7 separate regions of the Mus musculus genome follow, and all the other regions are linked to region 1. The links are chromatin contacts, called in public HiChIP or PLAC-seq and promoter capture Hi-C maps. All regions are on one chromosome and are shown on one strand. The core of a region is the stretch at or near the end of the contact, and the rest is flanking DNA. Distances in the headings are between cores, read along the strand shown. Region 1 holds the start of Prkaca (protein kinase, cAMP dependent, catalytic, alpha). Region 2 holds the start of Rnaseh2a (ribonuclease H2, large subunit). Region 3 holds the start of Klf1 (Kruppel-like factor 1 (erythroid)). Region 4 holds the start of Syce2 (synaptonemal complex central element protein 2). Region 5 holds the start of Rad23a (RAD23 homolog A, nucleotide excision repair protein). Region 6 holds the start of G430095P16Rik (RIKEN cDNA G430095P16 gene). Region 7 holds the start of Elmod2 (ELMO/CED-12 domain containing 2).

Region 1 (3,369 bases), core at 322-2,821:
TAGCTGTGGCAAAACTCCCCAAATCAGAGATGGAGTATTTGTCTGTTCAGCCAACTCGCATAATCCAGAGGAACCGTACTTTCTGGCAGGGTACTTTCCCCCTCGGGGACTGCAGCTGACCTAGTAGCAGGAGTACATATAGTTATTGGCTTAGAAGCTGGTTGTGCATTGTTGAGCAGTGAGTCTATAGGTATATGTACCTCAGAGTCAACTACCCTTTGGAGTCCAGGAGAGGTAGCTCATCGTCCACTCAGCACCGTCCACCCAGCACCGTCCACCCTGGCCACCCTCTATTACAGAGCTCTGGTGAGGGTAGGGATAATTTGTTTCCAAGAGTACATTTAGCAGTATCTGGAGATGTTTGTGTTGTCCCAGGCAGCAGACAGATGGAAGAGTACCAGCATCCAGAGTGTGAGGGTGGGGTTCTGATATCAACCTAGTGTGCAGGAGACCCTCCAGCAGAGTGCTCAGGCCCCTGGTGTCAGTGGCAAGGTGGGAAACTGACCACGTTCTGACAGTGCAGACTTGAAAGAACACCGAGTGAGGTTCTAGTTCAGTGGTACAATGCTTACTTCGCAGGGAGTATGCATCGTGTTCAATCCCCAGCATTGCATAAAAACAAAATTTAAAGATGAGCATCCAGAAGGAAGGAGAACGGCTCTCTTCCTGCCCAAAAGGGGCAGGTTATGTTGGTCATGTCTAGGCAATGGAGATTAGTTAAGAGCAAGGAACTAGCCTGACCGAGCCTCCATAAAATGGGAGTATGGCAGGCCCAACGTGCAAGGTACAAGAAGTAATGCACTTGGCTGGCGTCCGTAGTTACTACTTTTCAGGGGCCTAGGGTTGAGCCTTAGCAAAGAGTGTAGATACTCTGAGTCTCCTCCCAGCACGCCCTCAGTTCTGGGTCCAACATCCCCTTGCAGCTCCAGTTGTGTCGCGAGCAAACCAAAGCGGACCCCGAGCTAGTTGGGTCACGGCTGCCCAGTGTCGGGCCTCCTTATGAATGACACCGAACGGCGCCCGGCGACCCTTGACCCTCGGCGCCAGCCCGCCCCTCCCCCCCTGGCAGGTGGACAGCCGCTGCGCCGGCCCGCCGTGGCGTCAACCTCTGGCCCGTGGCCGCTGCCGCACTGGGCAGGGGCGGGAGACTGCAGCGCGCACATTGCCGCACGGGCGTCCGCCGGGCCGCCTCCCGCACCTCGCAGCGCCTGCCACCCAGCCACCCTCCAGCCGCCGCAGCCTCCGCCCCGCCCGCTGCCCGGGCCGCAGCCTGAGCCGCTGCCCCGCCCTCTCACCCCGGGACTGACACTAGCCGGGGCCGCCTGTCTCCGCCAATCGACGGCTTCGCAGGGGCAGCCCCAAGCCCTCTCGGGCTTCTCGGCCAATCACGTGCGTTCGCCCGCCCGACTGCGGCCTCACGAGCCCGTGAGTGGCGGAGAGTCTGCAACTCGCGTCACTCATCCAGGAGCCTATGGTGGCGCGGGAGGGTTCCGGAGGGCCAATGGACAGCGGCGTAGGGCTGTCAGTCAGGGAGGCCTGAACCAATGGGCGGTGGGCTGCGGGGGCGTCACGGACAGAGGACTTGGGCTGAGGCTCCCCCGCGGGCGGGCGCAGAGAGACGCGGGAAGCAGGGGCTGGGCGGGGGTCGTGGCGCCGCAGCCAGCGCAGCCAGCCCCAGGGGCCGCCGCCTCCGCTGCCCAGCGCGCTCCGGGGCCGCCGGCCACCTTAGCACCCGCCGCGTCGCAGCTCCGGGACTGGCCCCGGCCGCGACGCCGCCGCGATGGGCAACGCCGCCGCCGCCAAGAAGGGCAGCGAGCAGGAGAGCGGTGAGTGCCCGGCCGTCACCCTGATCTTCACTGCGTGCGGCCTGCCCGCGCAATGCCCATCACTGCATGGCCCCTCCCCCATATGCCCCCCCAATCTTGTCTGCCTGCACCCCTGCCTGCTGCCTGTTCACGTTGGGGTCGGATCACCGCAGAGATACTTTGCCCCCAGTAGGGCCTGGTGCCCATGGCCTACCATCCCCCACTGCAAAGGCCGTGCCCCCCCACCCAGCTGTCACTGCCAACCATTGCATGTATGACCGCCGGGGCCCCAGATGAGGCCCTGTCACCACACCAACCCCTCTTCTCCTAGTCCCTTTCTCCAGATTCTATACCCCCTCCCACTTCGTCACTTACCTTTCCCACACAGCGCCCCAATGCCTGACCCTGATCCAGGCTCCTGCCAGTTTCGGGAGTGCTGTGGGGTCCACGCTGCAGGGACCTTGGCCACTTGGTGACCACACCCCTCCCCCTCCAGCCCCCGCCATCTTTCTCCTACCCCTGCCCGATTCACCTCATCACAGCTCCCACCTCCAAGCCACCCCCACCCCCATGAGCATTTCCCGGGGCCACCTCCTGCATTGTTTTTCCCTTCTGTGTCACTTGGCATGGGGGACAAGATCTTTCTGGGTCCCTCTGCCCCTCTCATCCTGTCACTCCACCTCCTCCGTGCATTCGTCTGGCCCTGGCTGGGGTGGCAGACTGTTTATGAACCTAGAGAGCTGCTTCTGCGCTTCCTTATCCAAGTTGGAGCTGGTCTTGCTCAGAGCCATTACGTCTGTCCTTTTTCTTGGGTTGCGGGTGAGGTAAAGCGGCAGAGCACCCTCCTGGCCTACCCTGAGGTCTGGGTTCCTTAGAAGGCCCCTCAATAAATGGTCGTTTCACAACTGCGGTTCTGTCGTTCACCCAGCCCCTGGGGCTGGTTTGAAACTGCGGATGAAATGAATAGCAAAGGCTCATTCCACTGAATGGGGATGGTCAGAAGAATTGCGCGCATTGGGGTAACGCCATCCAGCAATAGGTGACAGCTAATGATTTGGTTTGCTTAAGACAGATGGATTCTGTGCATACCGAGGGCTCACCCAGAGGGAGGTATATCCACACACACATACACACACCCCCCCCCCAAAAAAAAAACCATGCTGAATTTTTCTAGCCAGGGAAAAAAAAGTGATTCTATATTTGAAATTACTTCAGAAAGGGCCTTGGGCCCTGTCCCCCAGTGCTTCATGTCTCAAAGTGGTGTCACTCCAAGCTAAAGCTGTACTGCAGCTGAGAACAGCTTCCAGTTACCCAAAAAGGAGGCTCTGATCAGCTGTGCCCTTCTCAGTGTCTGAGTCCCCCGAATGCCACTCAAGAAGCCCAAGAACTTTCTGCCCCTCCCCCCCCCCTTCAACCAGCAGAGCTCAGCCCAGCCTAGCAGCCTTAAGAGGCCTGGCATTTCACAGATGGGCGGGGGACAGAGGCAAGTGCTTGTAGTTGAGGGCTTGATGACAGAGGAGCAGGTGGGTAGTGCCCAAAAAGGTCTTGGGCTTGAGCTTGGAGG
Region 2 (3,369 bases), core at 484-2,983, 990 kb after region 1:
GGCTGTTCTGAGTCACCCAGTGGATGCTGCGAATCCAACCCAGGTGCTCTGGAGCAAGAAAAGAAAGAAAGAAAGAAAGAAAGAAAGAAAGAAAGAAAGACAGACAGACAGAGACAGAGACACAGAGACAGGCAAGCAGACCAAAGCTCTCATCTTTCTAGACCCACTTTTTTTTTTTTTGGAGACAAGGTCTTGCACTAACCCTGGAACCCAACAATTCAGCTGGTGGACTGGTCAGCTATCCAGACCCATGATCTTCCTGTCCCCTCACTCCTAGCACTGAGGTGACAGGTTTCTGTTGCTTTGCCTGGCTTTACCTTTGGATGCTACGGATCCAAAAAAAAAACAGGGTTCAGGCTGGAGGTAGCCTGGGCTGACATTCAACTCACTTTTTTTTTTTTTTTAAAGATTTATTTATTTATTATATGTAAGTACTGTCTTCAGACACACCAGAAGAGGGAGTCAGATCTCATTACGGATGGTTGTGAGCCACCATGTGGTTGCTGGGATTTGAACTCTGGACCTTCGGAAGAGCAGTCGGGTGCTCTTACCCACTGAGCCATCTCACCAGCCCTCAACTCACTTTTTATCCAAGGGTGGCCATAAACTCTTCATGTTCCTGCCTCCATTTCCTAAGTGTTACGACTCTGACTTTATGCAGTGCTGGGATGGAAGCAGGACTTCATGCATGCTAGACTAACAATCTATCACTAATACAGACCCAACTTCAACTTTTTAAAGTCCCTTTTATCAGAAGGTGACCAAAGGGCTGTAACCCAACAGCTCACCTGAGTGACATTCACATTCTGGTCCAGTGCGTACTGTATCAGCCCCGCAGCTGTATCGTGTGACAGGGAGTTGAGGTTGTACTTGACTCTGGTAAAGGACAGAGTTTAGTCCACACCATTGCAAAGGCAGGACGCAGCCTGCCTGTGTTGGTTGCTCTTCCCCCCACTCATGAAGGGACGCCTCACCGCCCAAGCATGCTGGTAGAGATCAGGTTTGGAGACAGGACGTCCAAAGCCCAACCCACAAAGTCTCCATCCTCCTCCATTTTCGCAAAGAGCCTCTCCCGCTCGTTCTCTGTCAAGGTCTTAGAGTCTGGGAAGAAAGTTAAAAGAAAAGGGGACAAGTGGTTGTTTCCCGATTCCGCTTTCCCCTCTGTATCTCTCCTGCCCCCCTGCACATACCCAGGAACCCAGAGTGCAGACATTCTGCACAGGCTCACCTGCCACTTTCAGGGCCTCCAGATCTGCCAAGCGAGACAGGGGGCAGTAACAGATGGCGTAGACCATGGGACCTTGGTAGGAAGAGGACAAGTCAAGAGTTCTGAGAGCAGGGTTCCCACCAGAGAGTACAGTACGTAAAAGCCACCTTGCGCCATCATCACCACGGCCCAAGGCCATCCCACTATCGCTTCCGGATCCCAAGGCCCAGCATGATCCTCACTCCGGTTTCCCTGAAAACTGCACCCCTTTCACCCACGCGCCTCCCAGCCCGCGGCCCTGGAAGCGCACCAAGCACAGGGCCTCGGCCCGCTTCATCCACGCCCAGAACGCACGGCTCCTTGAGACACACAGCAGGTACAGGAGAACTCAGACGACAACGACCCGTATTGTCCCTCTCCAGCTCGCTGAGATCCATGCTGCCTCTGCGACAGCCAACAATTGTAGAAAACAACACTGCAAGCGCAGGTCCCAGCGCGCGTTTTCCGCGAAAACTGCAGTGGCTCTTGATGCTGACCAATCGGCTCGCAGGATCCGCCCTCGATGCGCCCTCCGGCGTGGTCGTTTACGCACGCGCTGCTGTCGCCGCTGGTCTGCTCTTCTCTCCTGGGAATTGTAGTCTTTGAGGACTATCTCCAAGGGCGTGGTTTGTAATGGAGGGTGGGCAGGGTCACTTTGCAAGCTCCGCCCCGTTGCTGCTGGAGCCTGGCCCTCAGTGACTGGTACAGAGAGAAATAACGAGGAAATTAAGATGTAGTTAAGCAGATTGTTTGGTTTGTTTCTTTCGAGACAACTAATAAAGCCCGGCTGGTCAACCTTGAAGTCACTATGTAGCCTGGGATGACTTTCTATCCATAATCCTCCTACCTCCATTTCCTATGCTGGAATTACCAACCCTCACTCAACTGATATTTTTTGGAGGTTTACAAGATCAAATATCATTGCACAGGCGGAACACTGGTCTCACCGGGTCCCGGTCTCCTACTACCTCCATTCATGTTTGTAATGGCTATCTGTCTCTGTCTCTCTATTTGTTTGGGGGGTGGGGGCAGTGGGGGGAGAGTCTCACTGTGTCTCTCTAGCTGACCCAGAATTTGCTACATAAATTGGCCTTGAACTCACAGAGCTACACCCACCTTCCCTCCCCACCACGCTGCACAGAACCTCCGCTCCTAGTACTGAGTGTCCCAGATTCCACAAGGCTGAGGCCTTCTGACTCACATTTCCTGAAGTTAATGGCTCTCCAGGACACTGCTGCCTCTAGGACCTGTCCCTTATCATCTTTCTGAAAGAAAGCCTTCTGTACCACTGTGGGAGATGCCGGGCCCCAGCTGCTTCCTGTTTAGGCTCTGCACCCATCAGGCAGGTATCTTCCCTCCCTTCCCCCATCCCTCCTCTCTTCTGCTATCCCTTATTTTAGGAAGCTCCCATCTCCCGGACTCCTTAGCCACTCCGAGCACACTCTATTGTCTTCTTGGTCAATGAGACACACGCCCATCATTCCTCTATCACATGCTTCTGCTTGCCACCAAGTTTTTTTTTTGGGGGGGGGTTGTTTTGTTTTTTAAGACAGGGTCTCATGTAGCATTAAATAGCCTAAAATATTAAATTAAACATAGCCTTAAATATTATTAAATATCGCCTGGGTTGATCTTGAATTCTTGATTCTCCTGCCTCAGGAGTGCCTGAGTCACAGGCCTGAACCTCCAACAGGGCTTTCTCCTTCCAGCGTTTCCTGCTTTGTCCCATGGCTGTCGGAAAAGCTCCTGTGTCTGAAGTCAGGTGCCTGCTCCCCAGCCAACCTGAAGCTTCAGACTTTGGGCCCTAGTACTCACCTCAAACCAGCCACCACCTCAGTTCCTTCTCTTCCTGCTGTTTGTTTTTATTTTTCAAGACAGGGTTTATCTGTGAATCCTTGGCCGTCCTGGAACTCTGGGACTCATTCTGTAGATCAAGCTGGCCTCGAACCCAGAGATCTGCCTGTCTCTGCCTCCCAAGTGCTGGGATTAAAGGACCGCGCCCTCATGTTAAGTCCCTGCCCTAGATCTGCCAGCCAGTTCTGACTAGCATTGCCATGTCCCGTCTGTTGCTCACCTCTGCTCAGGGCCTCTAGTTGCAGTCCTTCAGGCTGCAAGATGAGCAA
Region 3 (3,369 bases), core at 293-2,792, 930 kb after region 1:
TTACCTTATTTCCTATGCTGGGCCTGACACTGGACCTGATCGGCTAGGCTGACTATCCAGTGAGCACCAGGTATCTTCCCGTTTCCATCTGTCTAGCACTAGTCTTAGACATGCACAGTGACACTTGGCTTTTGTGTCAGTGCCAGGGATCTGAACCTAGGTCTTTATGCTTTTCTTTTAAAGTTAATACGGTGCAAGCACTCCATGAAGCTAAGTCCCCAGCACTGTTTTACCCTTGTTGTCGTCTTTCGAGACAAAGACTATGTAGCCCTGGTTGTCCTGGAACTTATTATGTAGACCAAACAGACCTTTCAAATTCATAGAGATCCACCAGCCTCTGCTTTCCAAGTGCTGGGATTAAAGGCATCACTACCATGCCTGACTAGGTACCATTTTCTATAATGGATCTGATGTCCCCTATGGACACCGAGCAATGATGGTGTATGTGTGATATTATTGTACCCGTGACACCCCATTTCCCTACCCTGACTCATAGGGCACCAGAATAGAAGTATGGGAATAGCAGGCCATCTATCATGGGGTCCCGCACACAATGAGCCGTTAGGCAGAGTCAGGGCTGAGCTCTTCTGAACGGCATACTAGCTGCAGCTCCATCTATGGGTCCTAGCCCACCACACTGTAAACTTCCTAGCCATCCCCTTCAGCTCCATGCAGTAGCCAGTGAGGGTCCTCAGAGCCCCAGAGTGGGCTGATTTGAGGGGACTCCTTTTGCTAAACAGCTCAGACCTCAACACAACAGAGCAATTCAAAGCTAAAATAATTTGTGGCACCAACCCCCAGCTCTTCTGCTCAAGGAGGAACAGAGCTATGGTTGTTCTGGGCCCCCTACCTGATAGCGGCCTGAAACATCTGGTGTGTCTGATAATGCCTGAAAGGGAGCCGGTGCCAAGGCCCGCCACTAGCACCGTTGCTGCTGTTGTCTGGGAGAGTAAGGACTGCAGTGGTCTCCATGGGGGTCAAAGGGTCCCAAAGACCTTTCCCAAGAAATCTATCCTTCCTGGTCCACTCCTTGGAGAGAGACTTGAAACCAAACCAGAGGGGTCTTCTCAGTCCTGTGGGAGGTGGGGTGGGGGTGGGGAGCAGCGACCAGGACTTTTCTTTACCCAACCTGAATCCTAAAACTTTGAAGCCCCTATTCCTTGACATCTGATTGACTTTACATACAGGGTTGGTTTTCAGGGACCAGTTTGAAAACAGGCCAGGGTGAGGTCTATTCCTTGAAAGTGACACATCACAACTTTAATCCCAGCACTCAGGAGACAGAGGTAGGCAGATGTCTGTGAGTTCTAGGCCAGCCTGGTCTACATAAGCCAGTCCAGGACAGCCAGGGCTCAGTTACACAGAGAAACCCTGTTTCGAAAACCTTAAAAAAAAAAAAAAAGAAGCACACCACACACATATCGCACACACCCCTCCTTTGCCGTTTTGCTTTGCCTGGGTCTTATCAGGGAAGACAGCCAATCAGATGTGGGCAGACAGGAGCCCTCCAAGAAACTTTCCTAGCCTCATAGCCCATGAGGCAGAAGAGAGAGAGGAGGCCTGAGGTCCAGGGTGGACACCAGCCAGCCATGGCCTCAGCTGAGACTGTCTTACCCTCCATCAGTACACTCACCACCCTGGGACAGTTCCTGGACACCCAGGAGGACTTCCTCAAGGTGGGGCCAGTGTGAGTGTGTGGGAGGGGGCAGGTGGTCTTGCATAGGGCATAGTGCTTAGGGGTGGGGCGTCTATCTTACTTTAATATCCTCTGCTCTGTTTTTTGGGGGTGGAGGAGTGGGAGAGCCTCTGAGCCTTGTTTGGGGGAGATGTTCTAGGGGTCTGAGATCAAGGTGAGGCCTATTTCTCCAACAGGAAGCAGAATTCTAAGCTCTATATCTTAAGAGACTAGGCTCATAGAGACAAAGGTCCAGATAAAGGTGTCCTGGGATTTCCAGGCTTTGAGCTGTAATTTTCTGGGCTATGTGAAGACAGGGAAAGGCTAGGGAAAACGGAGTCGAAGCTGTCCCCTTTGACTCAGAACTCTGCAACCCCTTCTCCCATCCTGAATACTATTCTTGGTAAGTGTCTTAGCTGTCTCTAGCAAGACCTAATGGAGTTGTCTGGAGCTGAGAAAGGGGTTAGGGGAACCGTGTGGGTAAATGACAGGCACCAACGGTGTTTCCAGCCAGGGTTGTTTGAGGGCCAGGTACCCAGTGCCTACCATTCAAGCAGTACGCTCCCTCCCGCAGTGGTGGCGGTCTGAGGAGACGCAGGATTTGGGGCCGGGGCCCCCGAATCCCACGGGGCCGTCCCATCACGTGAGTCTGAAATCGGAGGACCCTTCCGGAGAGGACGATGAGAGGGACGTGACCTGTGCGTGGGACCCGGATCTTTTCCTTACAAACTTTCCAGGTTCCGAGTCTCCCGGCACTTCCCGGACCTGTGCCCTGGCGCCCAGCGTGGGGCCAGTGGCACAGTTCGAGCCGCCTGAGTCTCTGGGCGCCTATGCGGGTGGCCCAGGGTTGGTGACTGGGCCTTTGGGCTCCGAGGAGCACACAAGCTGGGCGCACCCGACTCCGAGACCCCCAGCCCCTGAACCCTTCGTGGCCCCTGCCCTGGCCCCGGGACTCGCTCCCAAGGCTCAGCCCTCGTACTCCGACTCGCGAGCGGGCTCCGTAGGGGGCTTCTTCCCGCGGGCGGGGCTTGCGGTGCCCGCAGCTCCAGGCGCCCCCTATGGGCTGCTGTCGGGATACCCCGCGCTGTACCCCGCGCCACAGTACCAAGGCCACTTCCAGCTCTTTCGCGGGCTCGCGGCGCCTTCTGCTGGTCCCACGGCGCCCCCTTCCTTCTTGAATTGTCTGGGACCTGGGACTGTGGCCACAGAACTCGGGGCCACTGCGATCGCCGGAGACGCAGGCTTGTCCCCGGGAACTGCGCCGCCCAAACGCAGCCGGCGAACTTTGGCACCTAAGAGGCAGGCGGCACATACGTGCGGGCACGAAGGCTGCGGGAAGAGCTACACCAAGAGCTCGCACCTCAAGGCGCACCTGCGCACGCACACGGGTAAGGGCGGGGCCAGACGGGCGGGGGCGGGGCGGGAGCCGCTAGTGAACGAAGGGAGGGGCCGGAGGGTAGTCAGAGGCGTGGCTAAAGGCGGCCCCAGTTCTAGGGGTCGTGAAGACCGCACCTGAGACACTGGGTCAAGTCTAGAAGGGGCGATTCCAGACCCAAATGGGCTAATACAAACACTCGGGAGGCAGAGGCAGGTGGATAGCAGTGACTTCGAGGCCATTTGGGCTATTATAGCGAGTTTCAGCAGCCTGAGCTACTTAGTGAGATCCTGGTTCATAAATAAATAGGTGTAACAGA
Region 4 (3,369 bases), core at 253-2,752, 900 kb after region 1:
ATACAGAGACAGAAAGCAAGCAGAGGGAGCCCTGAGTAGGTAGAGTCCAGCCTGAATGTATATCTTAATCTGGGCACAGGAGTCCAAGACCAATTGACCCCTGGAAAACCTGTCTAATCAATTACCTATATGAACCAGGCTCAGGAGGAACGGCAACTCTTTCCCTAGAGTTCCAGAATGATGGCTTCCAGATAATCAACCAGTGTACAAAGGCTAGCAGATCTGGCTTCCTCTCCTGGTGTTTGCAGGCTAGGATTGCTCACCCCCAGATTCTTCCTACCAAGACTAGCTGTGCTGTATTTAATAAATAGCTGAGGGTCCAGGTTGCAGCCATAGCATTAGAGAAGCCACCGGATCCCAGTTTCACTGTGTGTCTGTCCTTTCTTCATTCCCTCACATAGCATTTCAGGCCCCAAGCTGCTAGGGATGTAGCAGCAAAAACAGAAAGGGTTGAAAAGATGGCTCAGAGGTTAAGTACTGGTTTGTCCTGCAGAGGACCAAGTCTAATTTTAAGCACCCATATGGTGGCTCACAATTGTAATTCCAGCCTCAGGGGACCTGAACCTCTTTTCTGGCCACTATGGGCACTATGCACACACGTAGTATAGAAATAAATATATGCAGTCAAAACACCCACACCCGTAAAAATGTGTATTAAAAAACCACTTAAACACAAGAGATCCCTCTAGATGGCTCAGTGGGTACAGGTGCTTGCCTAGTCTGATGACCTGAGTTGCATCTCCATGACCCACACGGTGGAAGGAGATTGTGGACTCGTTCAGGCTGTCCTCTGACTTCCACACTCCCGGAGTGGATGGCACATAGGCATGCACAAAATAGGTCAAACGTAAAACAAAAATAAAATTCAGCTCATCGATGAAGAGCATCAGGGAACAGGAATTAGGTTTTCAAAATCCATGCCAGGAGGCTTATAACTAGGGGATCTGATGCCCTCTTCTGGCCTTAGTTGGAAGGTGCCCAAAAGTAGTTTAAATCATATATAACATGTAAATAAAATAAAATGAAGGTTGTTCCTAGGTGGTGCCTGCCTTCAATTCCAAGGCAGAGAGGCAAGCTGATCTCAGAGTTCTAGGTCAGCCTGGTTTACAGAGTCCTAGGCTGGGACATAGTGGAACCCTGTTCCAAAAGAATTTGATCTGGGCACTAGTGGCGCATACTTTTGATCCCAGCACTCTAGCCGCAGAGGCAGGAGAGTGTGAGTTTGAGGCCAGTCTGATGTACAGAGCTAGTTCTAGGACAGTCAGGGAAACACTGAGAAACCCTGTCTTAAAAAGACACTGCCGCCACACAAACTGTAGATCGAAGGGGCGGAACTCTGACGCAGTGTGAATTCCTCAAACTCTTGAGGGCCACAGGTGACCCCGAGTCCCGCACCTACGCATTATGAGCTCAGACGCCCACCGGTCCATACAACACAAATCCGTCTGTTACCACATAGCACCAGCATAGCCCAAAAGGCAGAGCCAGTTCGGAGGGCCTTCGAGTTCGCCGCCCCCGGGGGGGGGGGGGCGGGGGCGGGGCCAGGGCGCGTTTCATTCAGCACGTGCTCGGGGCGGGGCGTGCAGGGGGCGTGGCGTGCGCAGAGGGCGCTGAGGCGGGAAAAGACGGAATGGAGCGCCACGGAGTGAGTGCGGTGCGGTTTCCCGTGTGCGGGCGGCGGGAGGCGGGCGACGGGGCTTAGGGCCGCGGGGAACAGAGACTTCCTCCACACATTCGAACCCGGGCCCTGTTCCCCGCGGTTGGAGCCGCCTCTTGCCGGGAGAGGCGAGGTTTCCTGACTAACGAGACGGTGGGGCCTGGTGGACGAGGCTGTGAGGGGGTGCGGTGCGCTTCAGGAGCTGGTCGAAGACAGCACACGGTGTAGACCAGGCCGGGCCTCGAACCCTCAGCGGTTGCCTGCCTCCGCCTCCCGAGGCTGAGGAGGGGTTCGAGGCGTGTGCCACACTCGGCCTCCTTTTAACTACTCTCCGCGGGAAGGTGTTAGCGCGCCCCCCATTGCGGCCCCGAGGGTCCTGACCCCGGGGCCTCCCTGCTAGCGCGTCCCTTTTGAGCTTCCCCACCCCGCCTCTCAGAGCTGGCTGCGCTCGCAGGTGGCCGCGCCTCCCGTGGAGTTAAAGGACCAGGAGCCGCCGGCGATTGTGGAGAGCGGAGAGCATCGGCAGAGTGAGAACCACGAGGAGACGCCCGGCTCAGTGGCCCCGAGGTGAGGAGTGACAGGCCCAGCTGCCCTTCCGGGGCCCCGCCTTGGTCACGTAGGTCATTCCACGTGGTCTGCCCTGGGCCTTGGTCCACGGGTGATTTAACACCTTCCAGGTTGGTGTTTTATGAAGCCGCAGAGGACAAGTGGAGCACCGTGGCGGGCCCGGCCTAGGTGTCCTCGTGAGGACAGCCATGAGACAGACCTCATATAGAGGAAGTTTACTGGCGAGAAGGGAGAGGTGGAGGAAAATAGAGAGCGAGAGCGAAAGAGGGAGGAAATGGAAAGATGGAGAGAGAGGGAAGATGGAGAGAGAGGAGGGGAGGGGAGACAGACACCAGAGCCAAATAGTCCTTACCTGTGAGCCAGGGTCTTACCTGGCTGTTGCTAGGTAACTCTTGGGCGGAGCCTACAGGAAATGCTAACAACAGGTGCCCACATTGGTTCTGGGTACTGGCAGTCTCCTTTTGATATCCACAAGGTTTAATTTCAGGATGCATAGAATCCTCATGTTTAGACTCATTTTCTCTTGGTTTTTGTTTTTCTTTCTTTTTCTTTTTTCTTTTTTTTTTTTTTTGGAGACAGGGTTTCTCTGTGTAACTCTGGCTGTCCTGGAACACACTATGTAGACCAGGCTGGCCACGAACTCAGAAACCCACCTGCTTCTACCTCCCAAGTGCTGGGATTAAAGGCATGTGCCACTGCTGCCCGGCTAGTTTCTCAATTCTTTTGTGGATTTATATGTGTGTGTGTTTTATTTAAGACATCAACAGAAAAGGGGTGAAAAAAGCTGGGCATAGTGGCACGTGCCTTTTATTTCCGCACTCCAGAGGCTGAGAGGAAGGCAGGGCTCTAAGCTCAAGGCCAGCCTGGTCTACAAAGTAAGTTCCAAGGCAGCCAGGCAGCCAGGGCTACGCTGAGAAACACTGTCTTGAAAAACCAAAACCAAAAAAATAAGACATCAACAGCCAGGCTTGGCGGCATAAACCTTTGATCCCAGCATGGTCTATATAGTGAGGCACTCAAAAGACACCAAAATCAAAGTCACTTAGATTTTCTCCAATATTCTAATTTTGTGATTTTTTTTTCATTTATTTAGATATGTGATCCACTCTGCATTTTCTACTTTGTTTGCTCTCTTGCTTTTTTGC
Region 5 (3,369 bases), core at 294-2,793, 870 kb after region 1:
CTCTTTAAGTTCCAGGCTAGCCAGGACTATATAGTGAGACCATTTCAAATAGAATACAATGACCATCACGAACCCTTAGGTTCCCTTCTTCTTCCCTTTTGTTTAGAGAAAAAGCTTTGCTTTCAATCCTATGAGATTCCTATTCAATCTATCGAGCTGACAGCAGTCTATTACATGCCAGACACGGGAACTGTTCACCGTGTGTGTATATGTGTGTGTGTGTAATGGTAGTGGTGGTTTGGGGACAGACCCCTAGCTCAGGCCTTGTATATTCAAAAGCTCCATCCCCAACCTGTTTTACAACTTGTTTTACAGAGGCCTGTGGAACAGAACAAACACAAGTCAGTGTTCTCATGAAGAAGACACTGATGTGAGAAGAAAAGCAAACTTGTATTTCCAATGGGATGTGGTTAGGAGGGGAAACAGTAATAAGAAAATGAAACGGTGTATCCATCGCTGGCCTCAAACAGTAACTTTTCTGTACTTACTGAGGTCATCTTTCTTCCCTCCATTTTTGGAACAGGATTTTATTCTGTACTCAACTCCAGGCTTGCCTAAAACATCATAGCCCAGGCTGGCCTAGAACTCCAGGTAATCTCTGCTCAGAGATTATGAACATGACTACCAAGCTTAGACTTCACTGAGGGTACACCAATGGCTTCAACCTATGTTTTGAGAAGGTTTAGGGGAGGTGGCCCAAGACAGCAATATCAGTTACTTGGAGGTTAAGTAAAGAAGGTTCACATGAGCCCAGAAGAACAAGACTAGACTCCACTCTCAAAAAGCAAAACCAAACAAAAGTTCATACAGCATGTTTAGGCTGCTGTTATGTGAAATGGAGAAAAAAAAAAATCTTGTCACTGTCATTATTGGCTGTGACCGTGGCAAAGTTCCTTAACTCCGTGGTTGTCAAAAGGGGAAAGTCAGGAGTCCCCAAACGACAACACTGTTTTGCAGACTCAGCAAGATGACACTAATACTCTGGTAAAGAATAAACTGGTAAAGAATAAACGGCCAACAAAGACGGACCACCAAAACTATTAAGATTAAGACCATTTATTATTATCATCATTGTAGTCACCAGTCGGCACCTCGTTGGCACTGAGGGCAAACTGTGCCACCTGAGCAGCTTGCAGGCTGGGAACGCGGAGCCCGCAGCTGACACGGGAGCCAGACCTGGGAACTCCCAGGGACTGGCCCGGGAACAGCGCCCGAGCCGCCGGGGCAGGGCAGGGCCGATCGGGGGGATCCGAGGAGGTCGGGCTGCTGGGGGAGGGCAGGGCCTGGCCACGGCGTCCTCTCCGCCCCTCCCGTTGGATCCCGGCATCCCTGCCCCCACCCACCCCGGCACCCGGTCGCTCCCGCCCCCGGGCTCCGGCCCGCACCGTCTCGTCAGGTTCCATGCGGATCTTGAAGGTCTGCTGCTGCAACGTTTTAAGGGTGATGGTGACGGCCATGGCGGGGCCGGAGCAATGCGGCAGCCCCGGGATCCTCGTACTACATGCAACTCACGCCGCCGCCATCTTAGCGCCCAGCCGCGCCGCGCCAAGCACTTCCGGGGCAAGTGTGCAGCGCCCGCCGATCGTCAGCGCCGGTGACACCCTCCTCGACCTCTAGAGCATGCGCGGCTGCACCTTACCTTAGACATGCGCAATCTTAGCTTTGTGAGCTTTTGCTGTGTGCACCAGCATTCCGCTGTCTTGGTGACATCATTTCTGCTAACAGTGATGTCATTATACCCACAAAATGGCTCCTAAGGACTTTTAAAGTTTTTAAGGTGTTTGTTGTAGATTTCTGCTCCTAAGTTATTTTTCATACATTCTGCCTATTTCAAGTGACCCAATTTGGATCTGGTCAAAATAAAAGGAATCTTAGCAGAGGACTGCCTAGAAGTTACCATCAATCAATGTAGAGGAGGGCAACTATGTGACCCCATTTTCAAGGACCATCTTAATTTTTGGAATAAATTTACACTTCTAGTTCATGAGTTCCCCACATCTTTGTAATCCTGCAATGACCTACCTATTCATCCAAACATTTTCAAGGTTCTTTTATATTAAATATGTAATTCTCCCCTCCATAAATTTTCCTTACTTACACCAACTCTTAAGGTACCTACATTTTTCGTGGGGGGAAGGGGTAGTATTCATGAAGCTTTAGACCACCCTCACATACCAAAAAGTAATGAAAATGTCAGACTCAGGATAGGGCAGTTCATCAGGGTGATTTAAGGGACTCTCAAACAGAACTAACATCACCATCCTCTTAGATGCTTGCTTTGCCCAGTGTTTCTATCCACACCAATGATCAGGCAATTAACCAAGGCCTGCCTCCCTCCCTTCACTTGAGTCTAGACTCCAGAATTGAAAGCTAGATCACAACTTTCTTGTGAAGAACACAGGCTTCCTCCTGCCCATTCTTCAACCTACTACACTAGAGTATAAAAGGCAGCCTTGAGACTCAACAATGAGTCTCTTCTTTTCCTTGTGGTGGGGATGGAACCCAGGCCATGCTAGCTAAGTGTCCAACTGAACTACATAACCCAATCCTGGAATCTATCTTTATCAGCTCAGTCCTAGAACCATGGGCCCTTGGGGAAAGTAGATCACTGTCCCTGAGCTCAGTCAGTCCCTTTGACTATTATCTACCAGCATGCACCCCACTACTGTGAACTTTGCTCAGCTTTCCTAGGTGTCAGTCCAACAGATCCATCCCACTTTTAACCAAGATGGCTAATATTTGAATTCACTAAATTCTAGTCAGTCTGTCAATGAGGTCTGTGCTAGAATCAAAACTTACACGTCTATGAGTTTAGGATCAAGACCTGATGGCTACTCTCCCATTTAGAGACTATGGGATACATATAAATGACATTTCTGAGACTCTGCAAACTCCAGTAGCTGAAACATACGTCACCCGCACCTGAGAAAGGCTGCTTTTAGCTCCTGATGTACATCCTCCCAGAGAAGGAGACACAATAGGGAAGACACAAAACTTAATTTAATAGAAATTTTGTTTGTAGTTCTTACACTCTCAGTGTGAGCTGTGCTAGAACTGGCTGCCCCACAAGTGGCCCAGTCCTGGGGGCAAGGGAGAAAGGGGATGAGAAGAGCCCCATTCTTCCTCAGTGCGGGGGGAGGGAAAACACCACCCCCTTCTCCTGCCCTCCTCTGAGATGCAGGAAGGAGAGCAGATGAAATCTCAAGCCTAGGGCTTCTCCTCTACACCCCTGTTCCTAGAGTTGGAGGGTAGTGACCAAAAGATGGAGAAAGGGAGGGACAGAAGGAAAAGATGTTGATTCAAAAATGAGAAACCAGATGAGGGCTGAAGGAGAATTAAAGACAAACACCAGTAAAAAAAAAAAGGGGG
Region 6 (3,369 bases), core at 644-3,143, 750 kb after region 1:
GGATGCCTCCCACAGAGTCCAGGGCAGCCTCACACTAGGAAGAATTTACAGTCCAAACATCAACAGTGATGAGCCAGTCAAATTCAGTCCAGAATCTGTCAAATTCTTGACCCTCTAAATTTTAGGAAGAGGTGGTGGTCCAAGGCCTAGACTGGACAAATTATAGGCTCATTCCTGCTGGGAACCACAGGTCAACAGGAAGGGCAAGAAGCCCCAAAGGGAGGGTTGGACAGCTGCCCCAACTCTCCAACCCTAACCAACAGGCCCTAGCACAATCCTCAGACCTTGGCCCCAAGTCCAGTAAAACTGACCACAAGGTAGATTCTATGGGCTCTCTGCTGCTTCAACTCCATGTATGTTCCAGATTCTTGGCCCTATCCTTGTGAGCCCTTAGACGGACAGATGGACAGACAGACAGAGAGACAGACACACAGACAAAGAGATGAGGCTACAGGGCCTCCTGCGCCCTCTGGACTCACCTGTCCGGTGGCCTGACCCGAGCCGTCAGAGCACACAAACTGCACAAACTCCTTCAGCGAGTCCTGCCCATGGTGGTGGTGGTAGCGGATGGTTGGGTGTGTGAAATACGGGCTCGACTGCTGGATGATGGACGTGGAAGGGAAGTGCAGCGCTGATGCCGTGGCCCGGGGGCTCCCTGTGTGCACACAGGCAGGGGAGAGAAAGGGTGTGAGAACAGCCACGTGGAAAAGCAAGACACAACGGCTGGCAAAAGGGCTGAGGGTCCTGAGGAAGAGGCAGGATGGGGCAGAAGCACTGTGTCAGGCACAAAACGCCTCAGTCATCTAAGTTAAAAAAAAAATCAATGCAATAAAATAAAATAAACTGGCAGGCTAGTACCTGAGGGCCAGCTGCTTGCTTTTATAAATACTGTTTGCCGGGAGCTGGCGTGGGGGTTAGCTGAGGCAGGTGAACAGCCAGCTACCAGCGCAGGGTTGGGTTGGCCTATTTAAAATTGTTAGGATGTTGCTTTTCTGGTTGGTTTGTTGCTATCTTGTAGCCGGGGCTGAACTTGATGACCTTAAATTCTGGACCCTCGCAGGCACGTGCTGGGCACTTTCTTGTTGTTTGTTTTCGGATGGTTGATTTTCTTTTGTCTTTGCAGTACTGGGGTGTGCTTTCTGCCACCACGCCTCAGTCCCAGCAAACTGTTACAATGTTACTTGCTTCTCATAAGGTTTTGCTCTTGTTTGGTTTTTGAGACAGTCATAGGGCCTCCAATTCTTGATCCTCCTGCCTCAGCCTCCTGTGTGCTGGGATTTCAGGTGTTAGACTCACCCTATGCTTTGCAACTGTTTTTACTGTTTAGAAACAACACACTAATATGTTACTTATTGCCGGTTGAGTTTTTTTAGTATCCTTGACATTTTCCTTCTTTTACCCTTGGCAAACACCTCACTTGCCCCGTCCTAGGTGTGAGCCTGCCTGAAAGGACCGACACCAGATTACCACAGCCCCGTGGTCTCTGGACAAGCAGACCCTGCCTGTGCAGGATCGGCACCCGGCACACACACAACTCCAAATGTGTAAGTGGATGCTTAGGCCCCCCTCATGTGTTGGCCCTGCCGCTGTGAACTCACAGTTCCTACCCCTGTACAGGCCTCAGCTCTTCCTCAAGTTCTCCCCCTTCCTGTCTGTTTCCAATCAGCTCACTCTTGCTCTCAGTTTCATTAGGGGGCTGAGGAAACTTGGCTTCTCTCTGGAGTTCATAAAAATGGAGCGCAGCAGGGTGGAGCCTGCCTCCCTCCTGCCGCCTGCACAAGGCCTGGGCTCCCTGCCCCCACCTTGTGGCCACCACACCCTGCCCCAGTGCTGGCTGCCTCTGGGCTCTAAGCCAGGAGGCCCCAAGGAGGAAGCCGGGAGGTAAACCTCCCTGTCGCGTCCTACAGAAGAGAAGAGAGGCATGGCAGATACAGGGCCATGTGCAAACAAAAGCCAGGCCTTTGCTGCCAGATGGGTGCTGAGGCGGAAGCAGCACGTGCAGGAGGGCCAGGTTCCCGGGTATCCTGCCTGGCCCCACCCTCAGGAAGATCCAGCATCTTCTCAGGGCCTGAAGATGCCCTCAGAGCAGCAAGACAGTCCTTTTCATGGTGAGCCTTGTCCTTCTGGCCCAGCCCTTCACTTCTGGGAAAAGCAGGGAGGCCCAGATTTGGTGCCGGTTTGCTCTAGGACAGACACCAGGAACCTGGACTGCTGAGCAGTACTCTTTCTAATCCACAGGAGAGCAACTTGGCTCAACTACTTGCTGGTGGGGGAGGGGGAGGCTGCATGCAGCTCCCAGTGAGCATGTGCAGACCATGCACCCAACACAGACTTAACACAGCCAGAGTTAGCATGTGGGAGGGATTCTAGGAACCGAGTGGGCAGCCTGGTTCTCAGAGTTACACTGCCCATCCCATGCCACCCCACTGCTGTGCCACGACCCACTTGGGGAGCCCAGATCTATAACTTAGATTGATCCCTGGCCCCCTGTTGCTCCTGGCCAGCTGCCCCTTGCTGTGGCTGCCTCCCGCAGTGTCCCCTTAAGCCCCGCCCCCATCTCTCACCTGGTCTGACTCCAGCAAGCACAGGCAGCGGGTGGTGGGTGAAAGCCATGCGTGGGGAACTGCCCTGAGAGGAGAGGGCGCTGCAGAAGTCCAGCTTTCCTGACTTCTTTAGAGAAGCAGGGCCTGGGGGGAGGAAGCAGCAACACGCAGGTTTAGCTGGCTGGGGTAGGAAGCCAGCTAAGCAGCCCGCTCCTTCTCTTCTCAGCACCCAGCAGCCCTTCCTCCACCTCGGGCCCTGCTCTGCTCCTCCTGGGGCCTGACCTCAGGGGTGCAATCTGGCTACAGTTGCTTCTGCAGAGAGGAAAATGAGGCCCCTGGTAACATGTGGGAGGATATGCTGGGCAAGGGTGGCTGGCAGAGGAAAGCATCCTGCTCCTGACGGTCGATAAAGGAATTAAAATGGGTACAAGGCTGGCATCTAGGAAGGGATGCACGAGGAGCCCACAGATGCCTGCTGGAGAGCCATGAAAGGAGCCAGAGCGCCAAGGGTGGGACGCACAGGCTGGGGGCTGTGACAAGACACCCTGGCCTGAAGAAACCAGCACTCTCTTTCTGGAGAAAAGGAAAAGGGAAAGCATGGTTAGAAGCCCTCCAAAGCAGCAAAAGGAGAACAAAGGCAGGAGCCAGAGCTGGGAGCACCCTGGGAACAACTAGAGGCAAGGACTGCCCTGGCCATAGGGCTCAGAGAGTGGGGCTCTTCTCTGCCCTGTTGCCAAAGGCAAGGGCGGTATTAGCCAGAGACGGGTACAAAAAGACCCCCATCTGGGCTTTGCCTTTGACAGTCAAGAGATTGCAAGCCAACACC
Region 7 (3,369 bases), core at 601-3,100, 640 kb before region 1:
TTCTTGGCCCTGACGTTCCCCTGTACTGAGGCATATAAAGTTTGCACGACCAATGGGCCTCTCTTTCCACTGATGGTCGACTAGGCCATCTTCTGATTCATATGCAGCTAGAGACACGAGCTCCAGGGGGTACTCTTCAATCTTTACCTCATACATTTGTGTAAAAATTTCAAATGGAAGAGAGAATAATTTTCTAGTAAACAATTGAAAATATAATCTGAATAATAACTGATACATTTTTAAGACACCCAAAAGGCTCGTTTTTTGGATACATATGGGATGTTTTAGGAAGTTTCTTTTTATATATTCAGTGCTCAATTCAATAGTCAGTAGTAGAATGAAAAGAACTTAAAGACCACAAAGCTTAAGAAACTCAGCTGCAGTGACTCGCTCAAATCAAACTCCCATGGGGTGAGCAGAAGAATTCAGTTAGGTTATAATTAATGTTGAATTTTCTTTATTTTGAAGGTATTACCTATTCTGTAGGTCCTCTGTGCCCCTCCATAGGTGTCAAAAATTCGCTGCAATTCACATTTCCCAGTCATCTGCCGTAAGAGCCATTTCATCCAAAATCGGAAAAAGTGTCCATAGAAAAACTCCCACAGAGACACGAACATGTTTCCCTGGAAAGAGGATATAAACACACAAGCTTAACGGTCTCAAACTGGAATTATAAAACTGAAAAAGAAATTAAGTTGATCCAACTCCCCAAATGATAATGAAATATATTATTCCATTGTGTCTATTTTGTGAGTGTTTAATTCATCAGGCAAGGAAATAACATACAACAGCTTAAATAATGATTTGCCAAATGGTCACTTGAAAAAAAAATGTAAAAAGTAGCCAAATAACTGGCCAAATTATTTAATCGCTAAAAAGAATAACCACATTTCATTTTTGCCAAATATTATATTTAATATTTTGGATTCATACTTCCGTTTTTCATCCCTTGAAACTTGGAACAAAGAAGTTCAAGAATAAAAGGACCAACCGAGCAACAATTTCAAATCTACCACACATCAGATGTGGCTTCCCAAAAAATGAGCTCTTCTCAGCCTTGGTTGAGAGCGCGCCCAGCTGTCCCTGTCAGCTGACTCCGACAAATGAAAACACTACAAGTGGCTTACAAACTGAAGCATACAGGTTGGGAAACCGAGCAGATGGCATCCTGACGAATTCATCATTGTTCTAGTCAGTAGGTGAAGGGCAGAGACACCAAGAGGTTAAAAAACAAAAAACCCCACAAAATCTATACACTTGATATAACTGATCTTGCAATAAAACTCTTTTCGGGTGCTAAACGAAGGGGAGGAGGGATACCGGGAACTCCAGCCCTGGGATTCGCAGACACACCCTCTCTGCGCCCGGGCCCGAGGAGCTGTCAAATTCGAAATCCCCGCAAGGCAAGGCACCAGGTGTCGGTGCCAGACACGCGGATCAGGATCTTTAAAATGAGTCATCCCGTCGGCGCTTGTCGGGACGAAGCGGGCAGAAGTGCCAGGCGCAGGCAGGCCGTCCCGCCGAGCCCCAGGGCCTCGGGAAACCGAGTGCGAGCCCCGTGGGCACCGCGCCGTCCCGCCCCTCTCGCGCGCGGGAACGCTGCACAAAGCCCCGACGGCCCCCGCACCCTGCGGGTTATCCGCGGGACGCCAGCGAGGCTTGCGCAGCCGCACGCCAGCAACTCAGAGTGAGAGAAAAATAAAACAGCAGCCACCTCACAGGAGCGGAAGAACTAGGGGGAAGCTGGCACTGCCTCGGTTTCCCCAGCTGCAAACACCGGCAACGGAAACGACGCTCTACGTGGAGCGCTCCCTGCGAACACCGCGACCCGGAAGTCCGCACGGAGGCTGCGGGGGCGGGGTGTCTCTTGGCTCCGCGCCCCGCCTCTTCGTCTTCTTCCGATTGGCTCGCTCTCAGCCTATCGCCGGCGCGGAAGGAGGGGCCCGCGGGCAGGCGCGCCAGACGCTGGACGGTTCCCATGGCAACGGCGGCGGCCGCACTCCCAGCCCAGCGCCAACGAGTTCCCTGTGGACTCGGCCTGGGAACTTTGCTCTGGGCTTTCCGGGACTCTTCCACCGCGGGCGTGACCACAGCACTTTCACTTACATTTCCTAATCTGCGAAGTGATTATTTCCCATCTTTATGAGGCACAAAGGAAACTTGGGTCGAAGGCACTTTATGGATGACGCAAAAGAACTTGCGTGACTAAGTGTGTGCAATGAGAAGTTGCGAGTTTTTCCTCTGAAAACAAACATGGAACACTTAATTCATCAAACGTTCATTTCTTAACATCGTTTCTACTGGAGGAATAATCTGTGCCTTTTTTTTAAACCTCAAAAGTATGGTTTTTATGTGCTAGGTGGTCTTCTACAAGGGACTCGCACGCCAAACCAACCAGCAAAAGCATAGTATCAGGTGAAGCTGCCTAACAAAGTTATTAAGGGGATTAGGGAGTAGGGGAAGGGATCATTACATACAGCGGAATCAGCAAAGTAAGGATAAGCGTTACTAGAGGAGATGAGGGAGTGTGCTGGGCCAGCTTCAGGAGGAAGACTGATCCACAGGACAGTAAATGTAGAAGTCCTGGGTTAGGAATGTATTACAAAAGGCTGATGGCACAATAATGGGGTTGGTGGGTTGGATAAGAAAGAGCCAAGTGGAGAGAAGGCTAAATATAAAAGAAGTTAAAAATGAAACAAAAGAAATTCCTGAATTGGGCACGCTCATGCATGCCTGTAATTACATGCCAGCTGGAGGGTGATGTGGGCAGGGAGATCTGCAGTTCAAGGCTACTTAAGGATCTGCCTAAAAAAGTAGATAGATAGATAGATAGATAGATAGATAGATAGATAGATAGATAGATAGATAGACAGACAGACAGACAGTTTAGCCTCCTACCCAAACAAGATTCCTGGCTCCTTGGTCCCCTTGTCAGGACCAACCACTATTAGTTCCTTATACTTCCAAAAATATTCAAGCCAGTGTCTTGTCTATGCCCCATCCATCTCCGTGTTAGGTCTGATTAAGTGCGCAGTACATGCCTTTCCAATTTTTCTTTTTTTCAAGACAGGGTTTCTCTGTGTAGCCCTGGCTGTCCTGTCACTTTGTAGACCAGGCTGGCCTCGAACTCAGAAATCCACCTGACTCTGCCTCCTGAGTGCTGGGATTAAAGGCATGCACCACCACGCCCGGCATGCCTTTCCATTTTAAAGGTAGATTCTTCTTGTAGAGCATAAACCTATGAAGGGCAGACAAGCCACCACCTTTGCCCCATGGGAGTGAAATATTTCGTGGAGACCATCTCTCTCCCTGTCTCCAGTCAAGTTCTTGTCCCGCCCTCCTCTAAGAATGGAGTGGTCAGACAACAAA

What was found. Promoter capture Hi-C pulls out the DNA fragments that hold promoters and counts their contacts. HiChIP or PLAC-seq counts read pairs in DNA pulled down with a chosen protein or histone mark.
Region 2: an H3K4me3 HiChIP or PLAC-seq map of bone marrow-derived macrophages shows a contact between it and region 1, with 2.3 times the contacts expected there. The contact joins the promoter of Rnaseh2a here to the promoter of Prkaca in region 1. A contact is called at or near these places in 6 of 39 promoter capture datasets (cranial neural crest, fetal liver, hippocampal neurons and 3 more), 1 of 115 datasets of contacts at active chromatin or transcription factors (bone marrow-derived macrophages) and 1 of 9 other capture datasets (liver).
Region 3: a contact with region 1 is called in a promoter capture Hi-C map of second pharyngeal arch cranial neural crest. The contact joins the promoter of Klf1 here to the promoter of Prkaca in region 1. A contact is called at or near these places in 6 of 39 promoter capture datasets (the C10 cell line, cranial neural crest, hippocampal neurons and 3 more).
Region 4: a promoter capture Hi-C map of hippocampal neurons shows a contact between it and region 1, with 4 times the contacts expected there. The contact joins the promoter of Syce2 here to the promoter of Prkaca in region 1. A contact is called at or near these places in 9 of 39 promoter capture datasets (the 3T3-L1 cell line, cranial neural crest, embryonic stem cells and 6 more) and 2 of 9 other capture datasets (adipose tissue and liver).
Region 5: a contact with region 1 is called in a promoter capture Hi-C map of liver, with 6 times the contacts expected there. The contact joins the promoter of Rad23a here to the promoter of Prkaca in region 1. A contact is called at or near these places in 8 of 39 promoter capture datasets (the HPC-7 cell line, cranial neural crest, embryonic stem cells and 5 more), 3 of 115 datasets of contacts at active chromatin or transcription factors (bone marrow-derived macrophages, embryonic stem cells and thymic regulatory T cells) and 1 of 9 other capture datasets (adipose tissue).
Region 6: an HNF4G HiChIP or PLAC-seq map of pancreatic cancer cells shows a contact between it and region 1. The contact joins the promoter of G430095P16Rik here to the promoter of Prkaca in region 1. A contact is called at or near these places in 3 of 39 promoter capture datasets (cranial neural crest, frontonasal cranial neural crest and liver) and 1 of 115 datasets of contacts at active chromatin or transcription factors (pancreatic cancer cells).
Region 7: a contact with region 1 is called in a promoter capture Hi-C map of pre-B cells, with 3 times the contacts expected there. The contact joins the promoter of Elmod2 here to the promoter of Prkaca in region 1. A contact is called at or near these places in 2 of 39 promoter capture datasets (liver and pre-B cells) and 1 of 484 Hi-C or Micro-C datasets (embryonic stem cells).

The regions. Positions count from the first base shown.
Region 1 is chr8:83,971,407-83,974,775 of GRCm38.p6, forward strand. It overlaps Prkaca (protein kinase, cAMP dependent, catalytic, alpha), which reads left to right and starts at 1,572. Exons shown (of 10, transcript NM_008854.5): 1 at 1,572-1,826. The coding sequence starts at 1,781.
Region 2 is chr8:84,964,343-84,967,711 of GRCm38.p6, forward strand. It overlaps Rnaseh2a (ribonuclease H2, large subunit), which reads right to left and starts at 1,734. Exons shown (of 8, transcript NM_027187.4): 1 at 1,518-1,734; 2 at 1,229-1,300; 3 at 975-1,101; 4 at 789-876. The coding sequence starts at 1,644.
Region 3 is chr8:84,900,440-84,903,808 of GRCm38.p6, forward strand. Klf1 (Kruppel-like factor 1 (erythroid)) reads left to right here and starts at 1,543. Exons shown (of 3, transcript NM_010635.3): 1 at 1,543-1,676; 2 at 2,250-3,063. The coding sequence starts at 1,590.
Region 4 is chr8:84,870,609-84,873,977 of GRCm38.p6, forward strand. It overlaps Syce2 (synaptonemal complex central element protein 2), which reads left to right and starts at 1,503. Exons shown (of 5, transcript NM_027954.3): 1 at 1,503-1,645; 2 at 2,112-2,224. The coding sequence starts at 1,631.
Region 5 is chr8:84,839,109-84,842,477 of GRCm38.p6, forward strand. It overlaps Rad23a (RAD23 homolog A, nucleotide excision repair protein), which reads right to left and starts at 1,544. Exons shown (of 9, transcript NM_001297606.2): 1 at 1,386-1,544. The coding sequence starts at 1,457. It overlaps Calr (calreticulin), which reads right to left. Exons shown (of 9, transcript NM_007591.3): 9 at 2,980-3,369.
Region 6 is chr8:84,721,164-84,724,532 of GRCm38.p6, forward strand. G430095P16Rik (RIKEN cDNA G430095P16 gene) reads left to right here and starts at 1,894. Exons shown (of 2, transcript NR_169084.1): 1 at 1,894-2,108. Nfix (nuclear factor I/X) reads right to left here. Exons shown (of 11, transcript NM_001371053.1): 7 at 2,565-2,687; 8 at 480-655.
Region 7 is chr8:83,330,636-83,334,004 of GRCm38.p6, forward strand. Elmod2 (ELMO/CED-12 domain containing 2) reads right to left here and starts at 1,851. Exons shown (of 9, transcript NM_178736.5): 1 at 1,715-1,851; 2 at 476-623. The coding sequence starts at 617. Gm32327 (predicted gene, 32327) reads left to right here and starts at 1,984. Exons shown (of 2, transcript NR_168721.1): 1 at 1,984-2,415.